Regions from separate parts of the Mus musculus genome. Here region 2 is linked to region 1. The links are chromatin contacts, called in public Micro-C maps. All regions are on one chromosome and are shown on one strand. The core of a region is the stretch at or near the end of the contact, and the rest is flanking DNA. Distances in the headings are between cores, read along the strand shown.

What was found. A called contact is a pair of places that touch in the nucleus more often than the background predicts.
Region 2: a Micro-C map of B cells shows a contact between it and region 1, with 2.8 times the contacts expected there. The contact joins two enhancer-like sites. A contact is called at or near these places in 1 of 39 promoter capture datasets (embryonic stem cells), 1 of 484 Hi-C or Micro-C datasets (B cells), 2 of 115 datasets of contacts at active chromatin or transcription factors (effector CD8 T cells and memory CD8 T cells) and 1 of 9 other capture datasets (adipose tissue).

Annotation. Positions count from the first base shown.
Region 1 is chr6:122,531,947-122,534,756 of GRCm38.p6, reverse strand. No RefSeq gene overlaps it. Among named protein-coding and RNA genes, the nearest start is that of Mfap5, 20 kb to the right of the region's middle. Within about 2 kb of position 1,261, at least 96 of the 459 cell types and tissues checked have an H3K27ac peak or open chromatin away from gene starts, as enhancers often do. A contact at or near this core is called in B cells, effector CD8 T cells, embryonic stem cells and 1 more, where this site is marked.
Region 2 is chr6:122,809,589-122,812,344 of GRCm38.p6, reverse strand. No RefSeq gene overlaps it. Among named protein-coding and RNA genes, the nearest start is that of Foxj2, 9.2 kb to the left of the region's middle. Within about 2 kb of position 1,289, at least 456 of the 459 cell types and tissues checked have an H3K27ac peak or open chromatin away from gene starts, as enhancers often do. A contact at or near this core is called in B cells, effector CD8 T cells, embryonic stem cells and 1 more, where this site is marked.

The DNA of each region.
Region 1 (2,810 bases), core at 12-2,511:
TGTAGCCCAGGCTTGCCTCAAACTCAATGTGTAGCCAAGGATAACCTAAAACCTTCCTTCTTCCATCTCCCAAACACTGGGATCACAGGCCTGCACGTGCCCAATTTAACTCAGGTGATTTTGGATGAAAGGTCATTTAGCATCATCAACGACAGGGAAACTGCAAGACCAGGGTCTGAGGAGACAAGCAAGGCCCTAACTCAAAGTGATTGGACAAATTGAAAAAAGCGCACACCTTTATCAGTTATCAGCTACTTGTAAAACACAAAAGAACCAAAAAATCAAACAAATAAAAAAGTGAGGGCTTGAGGTGACACCACGCTCAGTTTGTTAACAGGAAACAACAGGCTCTGTGTGCCTATTTATATAAACAGCATTTGCTCTTTCCTTCTTGCTCTCTGCCCAGAAGTCGGCCTCCGAGGGCTGCCTTGGCTATGCTTGACTGGGTTTTTAAAAAAAAGTGGGGGGGGGGGGTGGGGTTAGAAGGAGGAGGAAGAGTCTGAAAACTACTGTGGCCACCTGTCACTCTCTTACAGAGAAACTTAACGTGACACTTTCCCTGATGTTTGCTTAGTGAAAATATAAGGGCTCCATTTTTACCCAAAGGTAGTTCTCTCTCTTCCTCTCTCTCTCTCTTCCTCTCTCTCTCTCTCTCTCTCTCTCTCTCTCTCTCTCTCTCTCTCTCTCTCCCTTTCTTAATTTCTTAAGTTTTTCACCTCTGGGGATTGTACTCAGGGCATTGCATTTATATGACCCTAGGCATCTTTTACTTTTTAAAAAATAAGTTCTGAAGTCCCGAAGTGGTGGCACATGCCTTTAATCCCAGCAATTGGGAGGCAGAGGCAGGTAGATCTTCCTGGGAGTTGAGACCAAGCTAGTCTACAAAGCGAGTTCCAGAACAGGCAAGGCTGCACAGAGAAACCGTGTCTCAAACAAAAACAAAAATAAACTAAACAAAGCCAAAAAAGAAACAACTCAAACAATAAAACAAAACAAAACAAAAACACACAGAGAAACTCTGTCTAAAACAAAGAAAAAACACAAACCAAACCAAACAAAAAAACCCAACCGAACAACAAAACAAAACCACAAAATACACCACAACAAACAAACAAACAAACAAATTAAATTTGACTAAATTGCCCAAACAAAACTTAATCTTAAAATCCCTCAGGACTCAGCCTCCCAAAGAGCTCAGATTATAGGCTGTCCCACCAGCTCTGGCTAGATGGCTGAACATTTTGCCAATGGCTCCTAAGGGATCTATCTGCCTAAAGCACACAGACAGGCCTGCCTCCTCTCCCCTGTGCTTTGGGTCTCCTTCCATTTCACCCCAAGTTTCCACATCTCTCAGGGAAGCCCATTATGCTTTCTCTTTGAATCTGGAATTTGAGAACGCCAGTCAGCGCGCCGTCCGCCCCCCCCACCCCCCCACCCCCACCCTGGCGGTTTGCACCATTGTCCTGGTGTCTGCCTGTCTGCGATGCCCTTCCATTTCCCCTCTGTTTCCTCTAAGAGTCTTCACTGTGTCCCAGCCACTTCAGTAAGAAGGAGGAGCAAGCTGATTGTGCCTCCTGGGCCTGTGTTCCACCTTTGGTTAGGCTTCGCTGTGGCTAAATTCACGCTGAAGCAAAGTGGGAGGAGCTTGTGGTTAACAACAGGTACTGCTTGATGTCAGCATAAATAAATTAACTGGCATGGCAGGGACGCCAGCTGGATTTGTACCAGCTTCCTCTGAGTCAAAAGATCACCAAGGGAAAGTGTGTACAGAGCTCCAGAGAGTTCACACTTGAGTTTCAAGACTGTGTTCATTCAAGAGGAAGGGACTGTTCTTTAATCTTAGGCATGGCACAAGAAAGTTAGGTATAGAGTGTGATCAGCTCAACGTGGGATGAGAAAGTAAGAGTGAATTTTATGGGGGGCTAGAGAAGGCTGCTTCTACTCAGGACACCAGGAAAGCAGCCAAACTCTGAAGAACGCTTTTATTAATTCCTTTAATTCCAACATCAATGTCCCATTATTCAAATTAAAATAAGAATTTGAGGGCTGGAGCGATGGCTCAGTGGTTAAGAGCACCGACTGCTCTTCTGAAGGTCCTGAGTTCAAATCCCAGCAACCACATGGTGGCTCACAACCACCTATAATGAGATCTGACGCCCTCTCCTGGTGCATCTGAAGACAGCTACAGTGTACTCACATATAATAAAATAAATAAATAAATAAATAAATAAATAAATAAATAAAAAACCGTTAATCTTTCACATTTATAAAAAAAAAAGAAAAAGAATTCGAGACTGGCCATGTAGCTAGAGCTTTCCTAACCATGTATAAGACCATGGTTCTATCCTCATCACCAAAATAGGAAGGGAGACCTGGTGTGATGGCTCAGTGCTAAGAGTCCTTGCTGCCCTGGGGACCTGAGTTCAAATCCTATCACCACAATGCTTGATGGGGTGTTCCTCACACTTGAAACCCCACTGCTGTTGGAATGGCCGAGCCTGGCTCCAGATGCAGGCAGAACAGGACAGAGAAAGCTGTCTTAAGTCCTCTTTGGTCTTTGCATGAGCTCAGGGGTGCATGCCTTCAAACACGCATGTGGGCACACTACACATATACATCCCATAGTCATTCGTGTGCGCACATGCACACACACACACAAAGTGTGGCAAACAGAAGAACACGGAGAAGTAACAAAACACAGGCATTTGGTCACACACACACACAAAAAAAAAAAAAAAACCGAGAGAGAAGTATGAATCAGAAGACTGCCAAGTTAACAACTGTGGAATGTTGATGCAGTGACCATAAAG
Region 2 (2,756 bases), core at 40-2,539, 280 kb before region 1:
GTCTTCCTATGGGGTTGCCATACTCTTCAGCTCCTTCAATCCTTTCCATAGGGGTCTCGAACTCAGTCCAATGGTTGGCTGTAAGTATCTGCATCTGATTCAGTCAGCTGTTGGTAGAACCTTTCAGAAGACAGCTATGCTAGGCTGCAAGCACAACATGGCATCAGTAATTGTATCCGGGTTTGGTGCCTGTGCGTGGGATGGATCCCAAGTTGGGCCGGTCATGGGATAGCCTTTCTTCAGTCTCTGCCCCGTTTTTGTCCCTGCTTTTCCTTTATACAGGAACAATTCTGCGTCAAACCAAATCCAGAAAGCAGCAGATTTTCATCCATTTTACAAAGGCGTTGAGATAGCAGCACCTCTGCTCTTTAGCTCCCTCTACGAATCATTGGCCAACTATAAGAGGCAGCCTATAGCCACCAGGCTCCAGGTTTCTGCTTCCCTTAGTATATTTGTCGTCCATGTTAGGGGTGGGGGGGCGGTGTCACTAAACCGGCATACAAATGACTCATGTGTATCATGTTCATCAGGCAAAATGTGAGTTCTTATTTGAACATCCGAAAGAGGAAGGAAAAAAACAAACAAACAAAAAAACCTACCACTTAAAGATTGTAGTCCCTGGAATAAAGAACACAAGTATAATAAAAGTTCTCTGAGTAGTTTGCATCTTCTTGACTTTTTTTTCTTTTTCAGTTTATGCGTTCATTTTACATCCTGATTAATTTCTAAACTATGTAGAGAACCGAGGCTCGCTAGGGAGACGAGAGCGAGCGTTTAGAGCGAGGCTGGGGCGGGAGTCGCACACCCAGGGAGGCCCAGCGATGGGTCTGTTCCACCTTAAGAGGCGCCAGCCTCTCCCCGCTCTGAGCAAGCTCTCGGCTCCGCCCACCCCGGTGTCAGCCCGGCCCGGAACGCGGAGGAGAGGAGGGAGGAGAGCGGCGGTAGGCGGATGGAAAGATCCGCGCCCCCGGCTGCCGGCCCAGCGTCCGGGGCTGGGAGCGCAGCGCGGGCTCCGAGATAGACCCGCGAGCCACTGCAAAGGCGGCTGAGACGGGGCCCGCGGGGCCATCCCGGGTGGGCGCCGGGGCACCAGACTGGATCCGAGATAGACCCGGACGCTGGCAGCACAGACTGTACAAAGTTGTAACTTCCCCGGTGCCCGGACGCCTAGCGTCAAGGCATTTCCAAAAAGGGGGGGGGGGCATGCCTCTCCTTTGTCCTGACTGGTGGAGTTGAGCATGGGCTGGGCCCTGGACTGAGCGAGGGTTGGCCACCTGGGTAGTCCATCAAAGGATGATGCGGTGAAGGGTGGCCATTTGGGGAGGAAGTAAAGATTATTTTGGTACCTCCTCCCCCAGTTAGTGATTGGCGGAGGTTTGCCGTGATGTAAAACAGGGCATAAAAATGTCCGTAAAGGTACCGGGCCTATTGGCCGGTCTCTCAGGGAGGAATTCTAGGGTGGACCGTGAAGAGCCAGCCGACGCTGGTTTTGTAGGGGAGGACCAAATGGGTTGACACCCGGAAATGAGTTAGGAAGGGAACTCAGGGAAAGCGAGGGAAACCGGCTCACCTACTTTGCCCTCACAAAGGTCATTTCCTGCATGGGATCGATAGTTTCCTGTTTACTTACTCCTCGGGAGGGAGCGCGTACACTGGCTTCCTGGAATATACCCGATATTCACACTTAACTTTTGAGCCCAGGCTTCCCTTTTAGTCACGGTACCAACGGGAATGAATGAAATGGTGAAAAGGAAACGCAAGGGATTTATCTCCACGTAGAGAACGGAAATGGAGTGGGGCTGGAGGTTGTCTTTCATGCACGCAAGAAGACAAAACTAGGCGTGTTGGCGTACACCTGTGATGTGAGGTGAAGGCAGGATGAGGATGTTCAGAAGTTCAAAGTCATCCTCGACTACGTAGAGAGAAGCAAGTCTGGATTAAATTTGACGATGGGGGAGGGGCGTATTGATGGTTGAAAGTGAAAAGAACTCAAAATAAACTAGCTTGGTGACTCACCCCTTTAATCCTGTAGTTTGGGAGGCTTGCAGGCTAATTTCTGAATTTGAGGCAAGCCTGCTCAAACACAGCGAGATCCAGGACAGCCCAATTAGACTCAAAAAAAAAAAAATCTGAACTGAAACTCTTCTGCATAGGCAGGCACTTCACTCTCTTGTGTCTGGGACAGGCAGTGCATACACAGAAGAAGACAAAGTATGAGGGGAAAGATATTATTTTTAAAGATGCCCTTGTATGTCTTATGAACCCTCCCCACTTTTTAAATTCTCACTTAACCACTTGTGTTATAAAAATAATTACATGTGTTCATTAATTCATAATTAAATTTTGAAAAGAAGGCAATGAACTTGAGTTTGTTGGTTTTTTTTTTTTTTAATAGTATAGAATAAAGTTTATTCAGGGCCTGGAGAGTTAAGAAGGTAGTAGAGGCAGAGAGGGAGAAGTAGAGGCCATCCATGAACACATGGATAGAGGGGGAAGGGAATGGGGAAGGGAGGAAGAAGGGAAGAGCCCAAGAGGGCAAGAGAGAAGTCGGACAACTGAACTTGAGATTGTTGAATCAGATAGAACCTTAGATTCAAGGGGAATCCTCTTGGTTCACTGAAGTCTGGCTCCCTCTTCTAAAACAATAATAGCTACCAATTTCTCTTATATCTGGAGACCCCAAAACCAGCCATAAGACCTCAAAAGACTAGTGGGGGAGCAGGGGATGATGGCTCAGGCCTTTAATCTCCTCACTT